Regions from separate parts of the Anser cygnoides genome. Here all the other regions are linked to region 1. A link is a contact called in public Hi-C data. All regions are on one chromosome and are shown on one strand. Each heading gives the region's core, a stretch centred on a gene start, on an enhancer-like site or on the middle of the called end of the contact. The rest is flanking DNA. Distances are from core to core; before and after follow the strand shown. Region 1 holds the start of TIMM9 (translocase of inner mitochondrial membrane 9). Region 2 holds the start of GPR135 (G protein-coupled receptor 135). Region 3 holds the start of NAA30 (N-alpha-acetyltransferase 30, NatC catalytic subunit).

The links. Hi-C and Micro-C count contacts between places; a contact is called where the count stands out from the background.
Region 2: a Hi-C map of liver shows a contact between it and region 1, with 1.7 times the contacts expected there. The contact joins the promoter of GPR135 here to the promoter of TIMM9 in region 1. A contact is called at or near these places in 2 of 7 Hi-C or Micro-C datasets (both in liver).
Region 3: a contact with region 1 is called in a Hi-C map of liver, with 2.6 times the contacts expected there. The contact joins the promoter of NAA30 here to the promoter of TIMM9 in region 1. A contact is called at or near these places in 2 of 7 Hi-C or Micro-C datasets (both in liver).

The regions. Positions count from the first base shown.
Region 1 is chr5:61,656,608-61,660,823 of Taihu_goose_T2T_genome, forward strand. It overlaps TIMM9 (translocase of inner mitochondrial membrane 9), which reads left to right and starts at 2,290. Exons shown (of 4, transcript XM_066998506.1): 1 at 2,290-2,365. It overlaps KIAA0586 (KIAA0586 ortholog), which reads right to left and starts at 2,175. Exons shown (of 33, transcript XR_010832034.1): 1 at 1,745-2,175; 2 at 308-387.
Region 2 is chr5:61,217,697-61,221,912 of Taihu_goose_T2T_genome, forward strand. It overlaps GPR135 (G protein-coupled receptor 135), which reads left to right and starts at 2,287. Exons shown (of 1, transcript XM_066998495.1): 1 at 2,287-4,216. The coding sequence starts at 3,560. All of the region lies in intron 1 of JKAMP (JNK1/MAPK8 associated membrane protein), which reads right to left. It overlaps L3HYPDH (trans-L-3-hydroxyproline dehydratase), which reads left to right. Exons shown (of 5, transcript XM_048066162.2): 1 at 1-366; 2 at 620-789; 3 at 882-1,004; 4 at 1,191-1,328; 5 at 1,708-2,172. The coding sequence ends at 1,833.
Region 3 is chr5:62,017,101-62,021,316 of Taihu_goose_T2T_genome, forward strand. NAA30 (N-alpha-acetyltransferase 30, NatC catalytic subunit) reads right to left here and starts at 2,477. Exons shown (of 5, transcript XM_048066138.2): 1 at 2,359-2,477; 2 at 1,142-2,074. The coding sequence starts at 2,071. LOC136791001 (a long non-coding RNA gene) reads right to left here and starts at 1,135. Exons shown (of 2, transcript XR_010832039.1): 1 at 1-1,135.

The DNA of each region.
Region 1 (4,216 bases), core at 1,040-3,539:
AACTGATGTCCATTTCAACACCTATGATACGAAGAGGAAAACAAAAACAAAACAAAACAAAACAAGAAGCTTTAGGTTTTTATAACAAATATTGTGCAATGTGCAACAGCATTTTCAAAGGAGGAATTGCACTAACATTTAAAACCATACCTGGGTATTAACCATGCAACGGGTAGCAGTGCAGTAAATAAATCTCCAAATGCTTCAGAATGAAGATCTGCTAAGCTTTTACAGAAGCTACAACTTTTTGAGAAAAACACTGCTCTCTTACTCCAAGATTGCAGGAAGCAACAGTAACTTTTCTTACCATTTGTGATACAAACAGGGGCTCTGCAGCAGTTTCTACTGAAGGAAGATGTTCTGGGTGTCCTTTAGCACTCTGGACTCCTAAAATAAAAGCAACTTTACTGTAGTTACAATAATTTTGAATGCATTCTCATCGTCCCCTAACTCAAATCTCAATCTTTTCTCTGTGTCGTTGAATACCCAAATATAATGACTTTCCTAACACAAATGACCACAGTCATCAACGTGAAACTTACAAATGTTAACAGACTCTGTGAAACTGAATTATAGGCTTCTTCTACAGTACATTAAAAACTCATTGAAGAGACAGAGTATCTGAAAAATCAACAATGACTAGTGAAAAATCAAGTCTAAGGATCATAGGAACACAGAAAATTACTTGTTTAGAGAGACACTTATACGTCAACATCTTACAGAATGACACCGAGTACAGTACACGTTTTACTAATGTCAGACTAGTCTGTCTTCCTAGCACTATGAAACTAACATCTGGTGGAGCTGCTTGAGCCCTTATCCCCCAAAGCCTAAACAAACAAACAAAAACCCAACAACAACAACAAAATCCTTTCTGAACTCTAAAGACTGTAATTGACTTAAAAAAAAAAAAAAGAAACAAAAAGAATAGTCTAGCTGGCTAGATCCAGCAGCACCGTATACGTCAGTTTTGAATTTGAGGAGTACAAGGTACATCATTACAGCTTCTTATATGCTGGGAATGTGACATCTTAACTATAAAATTTGTAACAAAGAAAAGGTAAAAAGATGATTTTATTAAAAAAAGAAAAAAAGAGAAATTTGAATGCTTTAGTTAATACTAGCACAAATAGTTTTAAAAAGTTACAGATGAGGACGTAATTCATTTTTTGATTTTGTTTACCTCATCTACACAAGACTCATTGGTACAGACACTTGATCAGTATATGTAGTTTGTGCCAAGGTGGTAGGGTTGAATTGGGTTAAGTTGTTGAGCTGGATTAAGTTTCGTCTTTAGGTCCCTGCACACACACACTGTTTTACCCTCTGATGCTGCCTAACACCTTTCCTGCCTAAGGCATTTGCGAAATGTGATGGTCTGATTACAGTCATGATTTTTCTGATTAGATAGCTTCATCTCTACAGACTCTGAATGCAGGGTCAGGACTGGAGCTCAGTTCACGGAGCTCTGACCCTGCAGGAGTCCCCTTCCACAGGGGAAACACGGTTATAGTTACAAAAGTTTGAGAAAACAAACACCACCTTTGAAAAAGTGCTGCAGAAATCACAGAACCATTTAGGTTGGAGGAGACCTCTGAGATCACTTAGTCCAACCTCTATACGCTGATGTCGACAGGACTAGAAGACGAAATGACTTCCTAAATTATAAAGAGCCATCTAACTGGAACCAATGCAGTAGGATTCTGTCATAAAGCTAACCCGAGCGTCCCTACCGCAGCCGTACCTCGTGCGGCGCTGCCGGCCACGGCACCAGCTGGCCGGCCGCACGGAGCCCTGCCGGGCAGCGAGGCCGGGGCAGCAGCCGCCGTTCCGCCTCTCCCCAAAGCCGCGCGGGCCCCGGGGCCGGCAGAAGCCACTCCGCGAAGCTTCTTCACAGCAACCGTCACTGCTTTAGGGCGGCCGCCGGCCCCCAGGGGCTGCTCCCGGTGGACGCTGGTGGAGCGGACGAGCACGTCGCCGGCCGTGAGGCTGCCCGAGGAGCCCTGGCTGACGCTGGAGTCGCTTTCCCCGTCCATGAGGCTCCCGCAGCGCGGCTCTCGGCGCTTTACGCCTAGAAATAGAGGCTAAAAGCGGGTTCGGGCACAACCCGCGGCCCTCAGGGCACGGCCGGGCCTAGGCCGCAGCCCGCACCCGGTCACCATGGCAACAGCGCCCGGTGCAGCCCGTAATGGCGCCCCACTTCCGGGAGGAGGACACATTAAGGCGCTGCACCGCGCTCGGGGCCGGGAAGGTAAAGCTGGCGGCGGGGCCGCGCTCGCTGATTCGCCGCGCCTGGTGGCGAATCGGCGGATCCCGCGGCTGTCCCTCCCCTCCCCTCCCCGCGTGGCCGGCTCGTGGCGGGCGGGTGAGTGCGCGCGGGCGGCGGGAAGGGGGGGGGAGGGGGGAGCGTTGAGGTGAGGGGACGGGGGGGGAATGGGGAGGGGGTCTCTGTGAGGGCCCCGCCGCTGTTTGTGGGGTTTTATTCCGTTTTGTCCCGTTTATGCGCGTGCCGAGGCGCCTCCGCGGCGTTGTGTGCTTAGAGGGGGAAGAGAGCGGAATAAAAATAAAATTAGAGCCGCGTGCGTGCGGTGCCCGCCCCGCGCTCACGTTGTCTTTGGATCTCGCCCTCAGTAAAATCCCAGAATCATTAAGGTTGGAAAAGCCCTCCGGGATCGTCTCGTCCAACTATCCCCCTGCTGCCAATGTCACCCTCTAAACCGTGACCCTAAGCACCACATCCAACCTTTCCCAGTAGTGCTCAGCTCCCAGCAAAAAGGTTGATGGGAAAAAAAAAATCAAAATCAAAACGCTGGGCTTGTTTAGTTTCCATGGGAAGGATCCTGTTGACTCACGATTAGGTAATTGGCACAAATGTTCATTACATCAGTGGGGGAAAAAAAAAAAAAAAAAAAAACAACAAGTTCCTCAATGGAGTTTGCAGCGTGCGTCTCGTGTGTAGGAATGCCTGGCTGTTAAATGGAGGCAGGCTCTTCAGCTGTACAGTAATGATAATTGGAACGCAGCTTTTGGTTATTATCATTTAGGAGTTGTGTCTGTGAGCCCTCTGCTTCTAAAAGTCTGCAGATACAGCTGGGGAAATCGTGCTCCCACGTGTGCAATTTTAGGAGAGCTCTGATATCTGTATTTCTGGCTCCTGGTAGATGATTGACCCACACTGACTAGCAATCCTTATCCTAACTGCTGCTTTTGTTTAATAAAGTACTTTTACCTTTTTAAAGAGAAGTTGTGACTATCTGTTGATTTCAAGTCTCCATGGCAGCAGCAGAAGGAAATATTAGGAGTGCTTTCCAGGTTCTAAAGCAGGGCGGGGAGCTGGGATTTGGCTTTCATGGAGAATAGGTTTAAATGGGCTGAACCCCAAGTTCTCCTTAGTTGTTAATCTGGCTCAGAGAGTCTCATTTTCAAAGTACATCTCTCTTGTACGTAAAAACATGTCTGGAGGAGCACCAGGGCCCTTTGAGAAGGGAGACCCCCCAGCTATTGCTGCTTTCCCCGTGACCCAGAACACACGGACCGTGAGGCCCTCTTACACCATCACCCACTGTCCTTCAGAGCCGTCTGCTTCCTTCGGTGTGAGGTGTTGAAAAGTGCAATGCTGAATTTTGAAATTGCATTTATCCCAGAGGAAAGTAGTGCAGGCTACGTGGGCTTAAACCTGAGGCGTGCTGGAGCTGTTTGGGCAGCTAGGTAGGAAGCTGGGTGCAAAGTTAGTTAAGGTGCCAGCCCTTCACTGGGCTCTGGGATGGCTTTTTTGGTGTTTCACAGGCTGGAGGGGGAAAGGAACAAACAACGGGAGAACTTGAAATGATGCATTTAACGTCCTTTAAGAATAAACCAGATCTGCACATTTCTGGAAATACGCGGGCAGCACATTTTTAGATGTTAAGGGAACTGCCTGTAATTTGTAGCTATGCTGAAGAAGTGCACTACAGCCATACAATTCCACTGTCTGCGGTGTAGAAAGTGTAAAATACCTGTAGAGGGACTAGTGCTTCAGACATTTACAATCAGATAGTGCCATTGGGCTGCTTCAAATCAGAGCTGTTTCCCAAGTGTGACAGCTTGGTGGAACTTTAAGCTTGCCAAAGCAGTGACAGAAGAACAAAAGATCAGGTTTGTTATAAACAAACAGTGAAGCAATACGCAGCGTGAGAAAACGGCACTGACAGGAGCTGAAGCTTTTCACTCTCTGTGC
Region 2 (4,216 bases), core at 1,037-3,536, 440 kb before region 1:
TGGAGCTGCGGCGGCACATGGCGGCCGCGCAGGACCACGTGCGGCGGGCGCTGATGCACGAGCCCCGCGGGCACCGCGGCATGTACGGGGCGCTGGTGGTGCGCGGCGGGGCGGCCGTCGGCGACGCCGACCTGGCCGCTCTGTTCCTGCATGGCGCCGGGTACAGCGCCATGTGCGGCCACGCCGTGCTGGCCCTCGGGCGCTTCGCCCTCGACTACGGGCTGGTGGCCGCCCCGCGCCGCCCCGAGACCGCCGTGCGCCTGCGCTGCCCCTGTGGGGTCGTCACCGCCTTCGTGCCGTGGGACGGTCACCGCAGCGGCAACCCCGTCCGCTTCCACAGCGTGCCCGCCTTCGCCGCCGCCACCGGTGGGGCTCGAGATGGTGGCGTCGGTGTTTGGGGGGCTGGCGGGGCCGCGCTGGGGTGCTGGGCGAATCCTTCGCCAGTTCTGATGTCCCCCAGAGGTGGGATGAGGCCACCGGAGGTGGCATACGGTGCCACTCTTGGGTCATCTCTTTCCTCGCTGGGCAAGCTCGCAGAGCACGGCTGGGTGCCCTCAGCCCATGAGGCCACCGCTCAGCACCATGCCCCCTTCTCCCCGCGCTCCCCTTCTCTGCACAGACGTACCCATCGATGTCCCCGGTCGCGGGAAGGTGGTGGTCGACATCGGCTACGGCGGCACTTTCTACGCCTTTCTCAGTGCCGAGCAGCTGGGCCTCGACGTTTGCTCCTCGAAGACCAGAGACCTCGTCAGCGCGGCGAGCGCGGTGATGGAAGCGGTGAAGAAGCAGGTACGGCACAGCACTGCGGTACGGCTCTGCTGCGCCTGCTGCTGATTAGTAAGTGCTGCATGTGTTCACAAACCTCTCTGTGCTGTTTCCAGTTCCAGCTCCATCACCCTGAGAGCGAAGACCTGGCTTTCCTCTACGGCACCATACTGACGGACGGGAAGGACGCCTTCAGCGAGGAGCCCACCACCAACATCTGCGTGTTTGCGGATGAACAGGTACAGGAACGGGCTGTTCTCAGGTGCACCGGGCACCGCCTTTTTCCCTTCATACCCCAAACCTGCATATTTTGTCTTTCTGTTTGTGATATATCCTGATTTTTACAACCCCCTGGGCTAGGAGTTCTTCCCCCTAAGCACAGTATAAAGGTGAGAGAAGCAGAGCTGGTTCATCTTCTCTTGTAGGTTGACCGATGTCCGACGGGTTCAGGTGTGACAGCTCGCATCGCCCTGCAGTACCACAAGGGGCTCATCCAGCTGAACCAGAGCAGAACCTTCCGGAGCAGTACCACGGGGTCCTTGTTCACGGGGAAGGCAGTGAAGGCAAGTGCTTTGTGCTGGAGTTTCCCCCTGGCTTGAGGACTGCGGGGAAGGTGCTGTTGCTGTGGCTCAGCGGAGGGGCAGAAAAGCCTTTCTGTGCCTGCGGAGGGCTTGTGGGAGATGCCTGGGGCTCTTTGCACAAGCAAGGATTTTTTATTAGGGAAGGATGTAACGGTAAGACCTTGTTGTGTTACATGGCTTCAATGCAAATCCTCAGCTATCAGAAAAGGCCCGGGTGAGAAGTATCTCTGATGCTGATGTAGATAAATCCATGTGGTTTATCCTCTGTGTCAGCGGGGGGTGGATTCCTCTTCCGTACCCTCTTCTCTGCTCCAAGTTAGCGTGTTGCTCAGGGACGTCCTGACCCTAACCCTCTCTGCAGGAAACCAAGTTTGGGGACTACAACGCTGTTGTAGTGGAAGTCTCGGGAGAAGCCTTTTACACCGGTACGGCCACCTTCACAATGGAAGAGGAGGACCCGCTGAAATACGGCTTCTTCTTCAAGTGACCGGAGCCTCTCAGTGACGGTGCTGCGCTTCACCTGCCTGCGCATTTCTGTTCTGCTTCTCCCCACGGCTCGCTGCCATGTGCCAGAGCAACGGGACCAGCCTTCGGTGGCACGACGGTGCCTGCTGTGTTCTGAGATAACAGGTCGTGCTTCTCTGCTGTGGCTATTGGTGGAGGTCCACGGCTGCTCTGGGAAGCCACAATCTTTTTTTTTTTTTTAATAATTTTTCACAGAAAATGCAACTGATCTTTGGAGAGCTGTCTTCAAATTTATGTGCCTTCTCTGCTTCTGTAAATTAGTAATTTCTAAGCCAGATTCCTATTAAATGCCAGCTGGAAACACTGCCTTCCCCTCTTGTTCTTGCTCCTGGAACCCATTTCCAGGACTCTGCCAAGCGTGTCACTGCTGGTAGGACTGCCTGACCCTCCCTGATGCCTCTCACTCAGGTGACAGCACTGCTCTGCCGCATGCCCCAGTGTCCCCAGTCCTGGATCCCTTTATCCCTGCCCTGGTTTCATCCCTGACAGAGCCCTCCCGTCTCCCAGGTCTGGGCACAAATGTGTGCTCAGGATTCCCAGCCTGCTGCGTGCTGTGTCCTCGTCACACTGCTTCCTAACCCCTGCCCTCTTGCTCATCTCGGACCACGGTCTGCAAACACCATGGGGTTAACTTTCAACGGGAGTAGCCGGATTCGAAGGTTGGAGCCACTATGACCTTTGATTGCAAACTTATTTACTTATGATTTTGTCAGAGCGCGGGGGCAGCTTGCCCAGCAGAGCACGGCCAGGGCTGGCGCCGAGCCCCGTGAGGGACGGCTGCGGTGAACAAACCAGGCAGAGACCGGGCAGGCCGTCACGGTGGCAGAAACGGAGCTTCAGGCCGCTCAGGGCCCGTAATTTCCTTTGTGTCTCTGGACAAAATGGTGTTCGTTTATTGGAGACGCTCATGGGAATTTGCCTCATTAAATTCTTCTGAAAAGGAGAACGATTATCTCCAGGTAGCCCGTGCAGTAAGTCAGGCTGGTGAGCTTGGGAAAGGTTAGCATGGGGAGGACTGAGAGGAATTTCTTCTGTCAGAGTCAAATTGAAAATTACAGCTTTGGAAAGGGAAGAAGCTGAAATCCACAAGTTTGGAGAGCAGCTGTGCTGCCAGCATGCCTTTTCAAGGCTGGCATTTGGGACTTTTGCTCCCAGCTTTGCTGCTGATTTCCTGCAGAAGTTCCCCTGCCCCGATGAATCCTGTGCAGCCTGGGGTGCAGGCGGGCAGCAGAGATGAGCACGTCGTCTGTGCTTGCAGGAACAACTCGGGGTGTTTGGTCTGAGGACAAGGAGGCTCAGGGCAGACCTCATTGCTCTCTGCAGCTACCTGAAAGGGAGGTGTGGGGAGCTGGGGGTCGGCCTCTTCTCACAGGTAACTGGTGACAGGACCAGAGGGAACGGCCTCAAGTTGTGCCAGGGGAGGTTCAGGTTGGAAATGAGGAGACATTTCTGCTCAGCAGGAGCAGTCAGGCGTTGGGACGGGTTGCCCAGGGAGGTGGTGGGGTCACCGTCCCTGGGGGTGTTCGAGGAGAGGTTGGGCCTGGTGCTTAGGGACATGGTTTAGTGGTGACATTGGTGGTAGGGGGGTGGCTGGACCAGATTTGCTGGAGGTCTGTTCCAATCTTAACGATTCTGGGATTCTATGAAAGACACCAGCGTGTTTATAGCTTCTGGAAACATCCCTTGGGATGTATTCCTGTACCCACACTCCAGCTGGGTCTTGCAGCCCAGCGCATGTCGGAAGCACTTCAGCCATCAACCTGCTGCCTCCATTACCCATTGCCCTTCCCATCCCCAAAAAACATTCCCCGGGCGGGGGGGGCCGGGCTCTCGCAGCCCGTGAGGGGAGCGGGGCCATGACGGGGAGCGGGGCCATGACGGGGAGCGAGGCCATGACAGGAGCGGCGCCGCGAGGGGACCGCTTCCCCCGGCTCCGCGGCCGTGGGGCCGCCGCTGCCCCCGCCCCCGGTGCGGCGGGGCGGGCCGGGCCGGGCGGGTTTCCCCGGGCAACGATGGGCGGCCGGGAGGACGTCAGCGGCTGGCGGCGGCGGGCGGGCATGGAGCCGGCGGCGGCGGCCGCGCCGGGCAACCTCTCCCGAGGCGGCGGCAACGAGAGCGGGGAGGCGGCGGCGGCCGCCTCCGGGGCGGGGTGGTCGGCGGCGGCGCTGGCCTCGCAGGCGCTGGCTCTGCTGCTCATCTTCGCCCTCTCGGCGCTGGGCAACGGCGCGGTGGTGCTGGTGATCGCCCGGCACCGGCAGCTCCGCACGGTGACCAACGCCTTCGTGCTGTCGCTGTCGCTGTCCGAGCTGCTGGGAGCCCTCCTCTGCCTGCCCCTGGCTTTCCTC
Region 3 (4,216 bases), core at 1,227-3,726, 360 kb after region 1:
CCCATAAATCATATAAATCCTGCTATAAATTACACTGGACCCTAAAACAAGAACTTTCAGGAAGTTTAAGGCCAGATGGATTCCATTAGCTTCACCTCCTGTACTCATATCCTATTAAAATTTTACAGAGAACCTCTGAATTGAAGGGCGCCTTGGCCCTGGCTACACCATCCCTTCCAGAGAGGTGTCCAGCCTTGATTAAAAGATCAAGAGAGAATTCATCATTTACTTTAGCGAGGAAGTGCCATACGCTCCCACAAACGTTCTGCTCTGCAGACAAATTTTCCTACGAGGAAATCAAACACAGCTAAGCTCCCACTGTGCATATACACCCCCCAGGCCAATTTAAGCTCACTCTCGTATACCTGCGCATGAATTACTGTGCTGAAAGCATGCTTTTCTACCGAGACTCGAGTTCTAAAACTGTCTGGCTGTTGTTTAGCCATAAGAAGTGCTCTAAACGTTCAGAAAGACTGGGTAACAACTAAAGCAATCTTTCTGGTTGTGCAGTAGGAGGAATAAACGTATTGTTAGTACAGCAAGACAACCTAAGTAAAATCAGAACTGCTGCACACGCTATCACGCTCGCAAGAAGCAATACAGTTGCAGCTGATCTTTTTAAAATAAGCAAATAGATCAAAAAGTCCACAAGACCTTTAACAGTGCCTCCCCACATGTCAACGTTTCTATGCCAGTCATGCTGAGGGCAGTTTGAAAGCCATTGTGCAAGAATTACGAAGCACTCATAAGACACCCATGGACTAAGTACTTTCTTTTTTAAATAGAAACCTAGGAACTGAGGCAGAATGACAAAATGAGCTACCAAAGGTCACAAAAGTCAATGTCAAAACCAAGATTAGAAGCCTTGAATTCCTGGATCCTAGCCCTGCGTTCAAAGCCTTTCCCCACCACTTAAAACATGTATTAATGAATACAGGACTTTTAAACACGGGGTTTACTTGTACAGGCACAGGTGAGAAAAGGAGTTCAGCAGGGATAAGTACTTCCAAAAGAGCTTGGTCTTTCCCCTTAGCCATAAAAAGAATACCAGGAGCATTCCCACAAACGTCAGCCCTTTAATCCTCTCCCCACCCCTGTCCCAAACCACTCCCAATTCCTGCCCTCCCTCCCCAGCACTTACCAAAAAGCAAAGCTGCGGCCAGTTGTGGATAAAATACCTATACGTGTAAATGGAGTAGGGTTCGGACAGATCTTTGGTGATCAGTCTCATGATATCGGGCATCTGCAGCTCTGACTCGTATCGGACGTATCGTATCGTTAGGTCCTCCTCGGGCTGAGAGTCCGTTCCCGAGCCTTTCAAACTGCAGGCTGCTGCTAAGGACCTAGAGAGTAGCAGCAGGGACTCCTCCTCCTCCCCTCCTTCATCCCCCTCCTCCTGCTCTTCCTCCTCCAAGCCAGTCCCTCCTGCCAGTCCATTGCGGGCTGCAGTCTTAGCAGCAGTCGGAGTTGTGGCAGCAGGCTGGCTCCTGTCCCCTGGTGCTGCTGCTGGGGGAGAAGGAGGAGGAGAGGGTGCAGTCCTTCCCTGGGGAGGAAGGTGGTTGCTAAGGGGGGACGAGCACGGTGCTGCGGCCGGAGGCGATGCCTGCTGCTGCTGCTGCTGTCCGGAGCCCATTGTTTTGCTGGCTCGCTTGTTCTCCTGCCCCTCGGGGGCTGCCCCTGCCTCCGAGCCGAGGATCTTGCTCTTGAGGGAGGCCCGCAGGTGCCGCAGCTCGGGGCTGATGAGGCCGTTGAGCTGGTGGTTGTGGTGCGGGGGGTGGTGGTGGTGGTGGTGGAGGCGGTGCTGCTGCTGCTGCGGCCCCCCCTTGCCGCCGTCGCTGCCTCCTCCTCCTCGCTGCTGCTCCCGTCCGCCCGCGGGTCCCTCCTCTTCCTCCTCCTCTTCGGCCTCCTCGTCCTGGGCCCCGGCGCAGGCGGCGGCGGCGGCGGAGGTGGAAGAAGAGGAGGAGGAGGAGGAGGAAGCAGCCCCCCCTCCTCCTCCTCCTCCGGGGAAGGGGGACAGCGTGTCCCCCTGCGGGGAGAGGACGCTGCTAGGCCCCGGCGGTACCTCGGCCATATCCTACGGGAGAGACCGACACAAACCCCCCGGGGAGGAGGGCGTCAGGCGACACGGGGCGACAGGCGGCGGCCTCACGGGCCTGGACGGAGGGGGGGGGGGGGGTAAGTGGGGGGGGAGGGGGGGGGCGCGAACAAAGGCACAGCCGGTGCCCGGGCCCCGCCTCACCGCCCCGCCGCCGCCTTTTCCCGTTGCCCCACGCCCCCCTGCCTCCTCCGGGGCCCTTCCCCGGTCCCTTAAGGGCCCCGGGGCGGCCTCCGCGGCCCCCCCCGCCCGCCGCCGCTCACCGCCGCTCCCCTCAGCGCCGCGGCTCCCACTCGCCGCTCATCCAGCCGCCGCCAAGCGCGGCCGCCGCTGCCGTAACCCGCGGCCGAGTTTCCTGTCAGCCTTTGCGACACTTCCTCCCTTGACGGCGCGGCCTAGCGACGGCGGGGCGGGCCGGCCTTAGCAACGGGGCCCGGGGGGTTGAAGCGGGGTTAGGGCCGCGGGCCTGGGCCCGTAGGACCCCATAGGGCTCCATAGGGCGGCGTGTGGGGGGGGGCTGGTGTCGCCTCCTCGGGTCTGGTGTCGCCTCCAGGGGGTGTGGTGTCGCCTCCCGGGGGTCGCCGCCTGCCCCCGCCGAGCCCTAGGCCGCTGCTGCCGGCCCTGCTCTGTGAATCCCGCAGCAGTTTTGGGTGGCGGCGCCCCTGCCCTCACAGCACCGCCGGGGCTGCCCCTCGGCCCCCTTCATGTCCCAGGACATGTTCACGTCACTGTTGGCACCTTGTTTTGGTTTGTTTTTCTCTTCACCCCGATCCTGGCCAGGCACAGGTGCTGCCCAGAAGGGGGCCAGCAGCGGTGCTCAGCCTAGGGATGGCCGCCTGCAGTATTTCGGTGAGGCTTTTGTATGGATCAGAGTGCAGGGGCTGTTGCTCTGCCTTCCACAAGCAGCGTGAGGGGTGTCGTTCCTCACCCAGGGCAGGCAAAGGCAGGCCTCGGACTGCAAGGAAGTTGTTCGACTGATAACAGTGGAAACTGCAAAGATGACAGAAGTGATCTAGTAGTCCTAAACTGGGAAAAGAAAAAAGAATAATAAAAAAAAAACAAACAAAAAAAACCTTGTTAAAGTTAAAAAAAAAAACTTATTAAAAGACCTTCACATGAATTCCGACTCTGTATACTTATTGGTGGGGAGCACTGGGCATAAACCTACAGATAACAATCTCAAGTGATCCCATTTCTCTATTACTCTGTTCCATTACATAATCCATGTTTTAAGAACATGCCACCAGATCTCACAGCAACAGACAAGTCCTTTACATGGGAAGTTTTCTATTAAAACACACACATAGCCCCACAAAACACAGAGAAATGGTGGATTCCGCCTTTTTTTCCCCGAGGAAGCTTTGCAGGGCTCTTGTAAGACTTGCTCGTTTTCCTTTGCTACAGTTATTCTTCAAGGAAGTGACAGGTCTGGACTTACAAGGAAAATCCAGCAATTTCTGTACATGTCCTAACAGGGCTCTTTAATGAGGAAGAAAATAGGCTGCGGAGTTTCAGGCTTCTGTTTATGAATTGCTGAGTTCTGAAGTAAAGCAGGAAAAAAATAAAATATCTGACTGAAAGAGAGAATTATAAAGCTTTTATCCAAAGTAATTAATGAAGGAAATACTTAGATTTTGCGAATGAAATGGGTCTCTGTATCCTTTTAGATTTATTTCTTCTTTTCTGAGACTCCATTCAGAAAGAGTGATGCGTGTTATCTCTGTTCAGGTTGGCTTTATGTATTCTGCAGTTGCTTTGCCTACCAGTTTTTAGACCTTTCTGTCTGCTTTAGAAAGGTGTTCACGTACATAATTTCATTTAAGGGTCTAATGATTTTTTGTGTGCGTGTTTTCAGGCACCAAAGTGCCTTTGTGGACCTGATCTGAACTGCTCTGGCACACTGGCAGTGCAGCTAAGTTCACTGTCCTCGGGTAGTTTAAACAAAAAGAGCAAACAAATGTCTTGTCAGTGTAGTAATGGCCTAAATTCAGTTCTCATTTGCCATGTTAGAGCAGTGTGATTGAAAGCATCAGAGACACAGGCTATGGTGGTGTCCATGTTAGGAAGATAATCCAGTGCCTGCAAAAGTTGTCAGATAGGGTGAAGAGGATCTAATCTCTG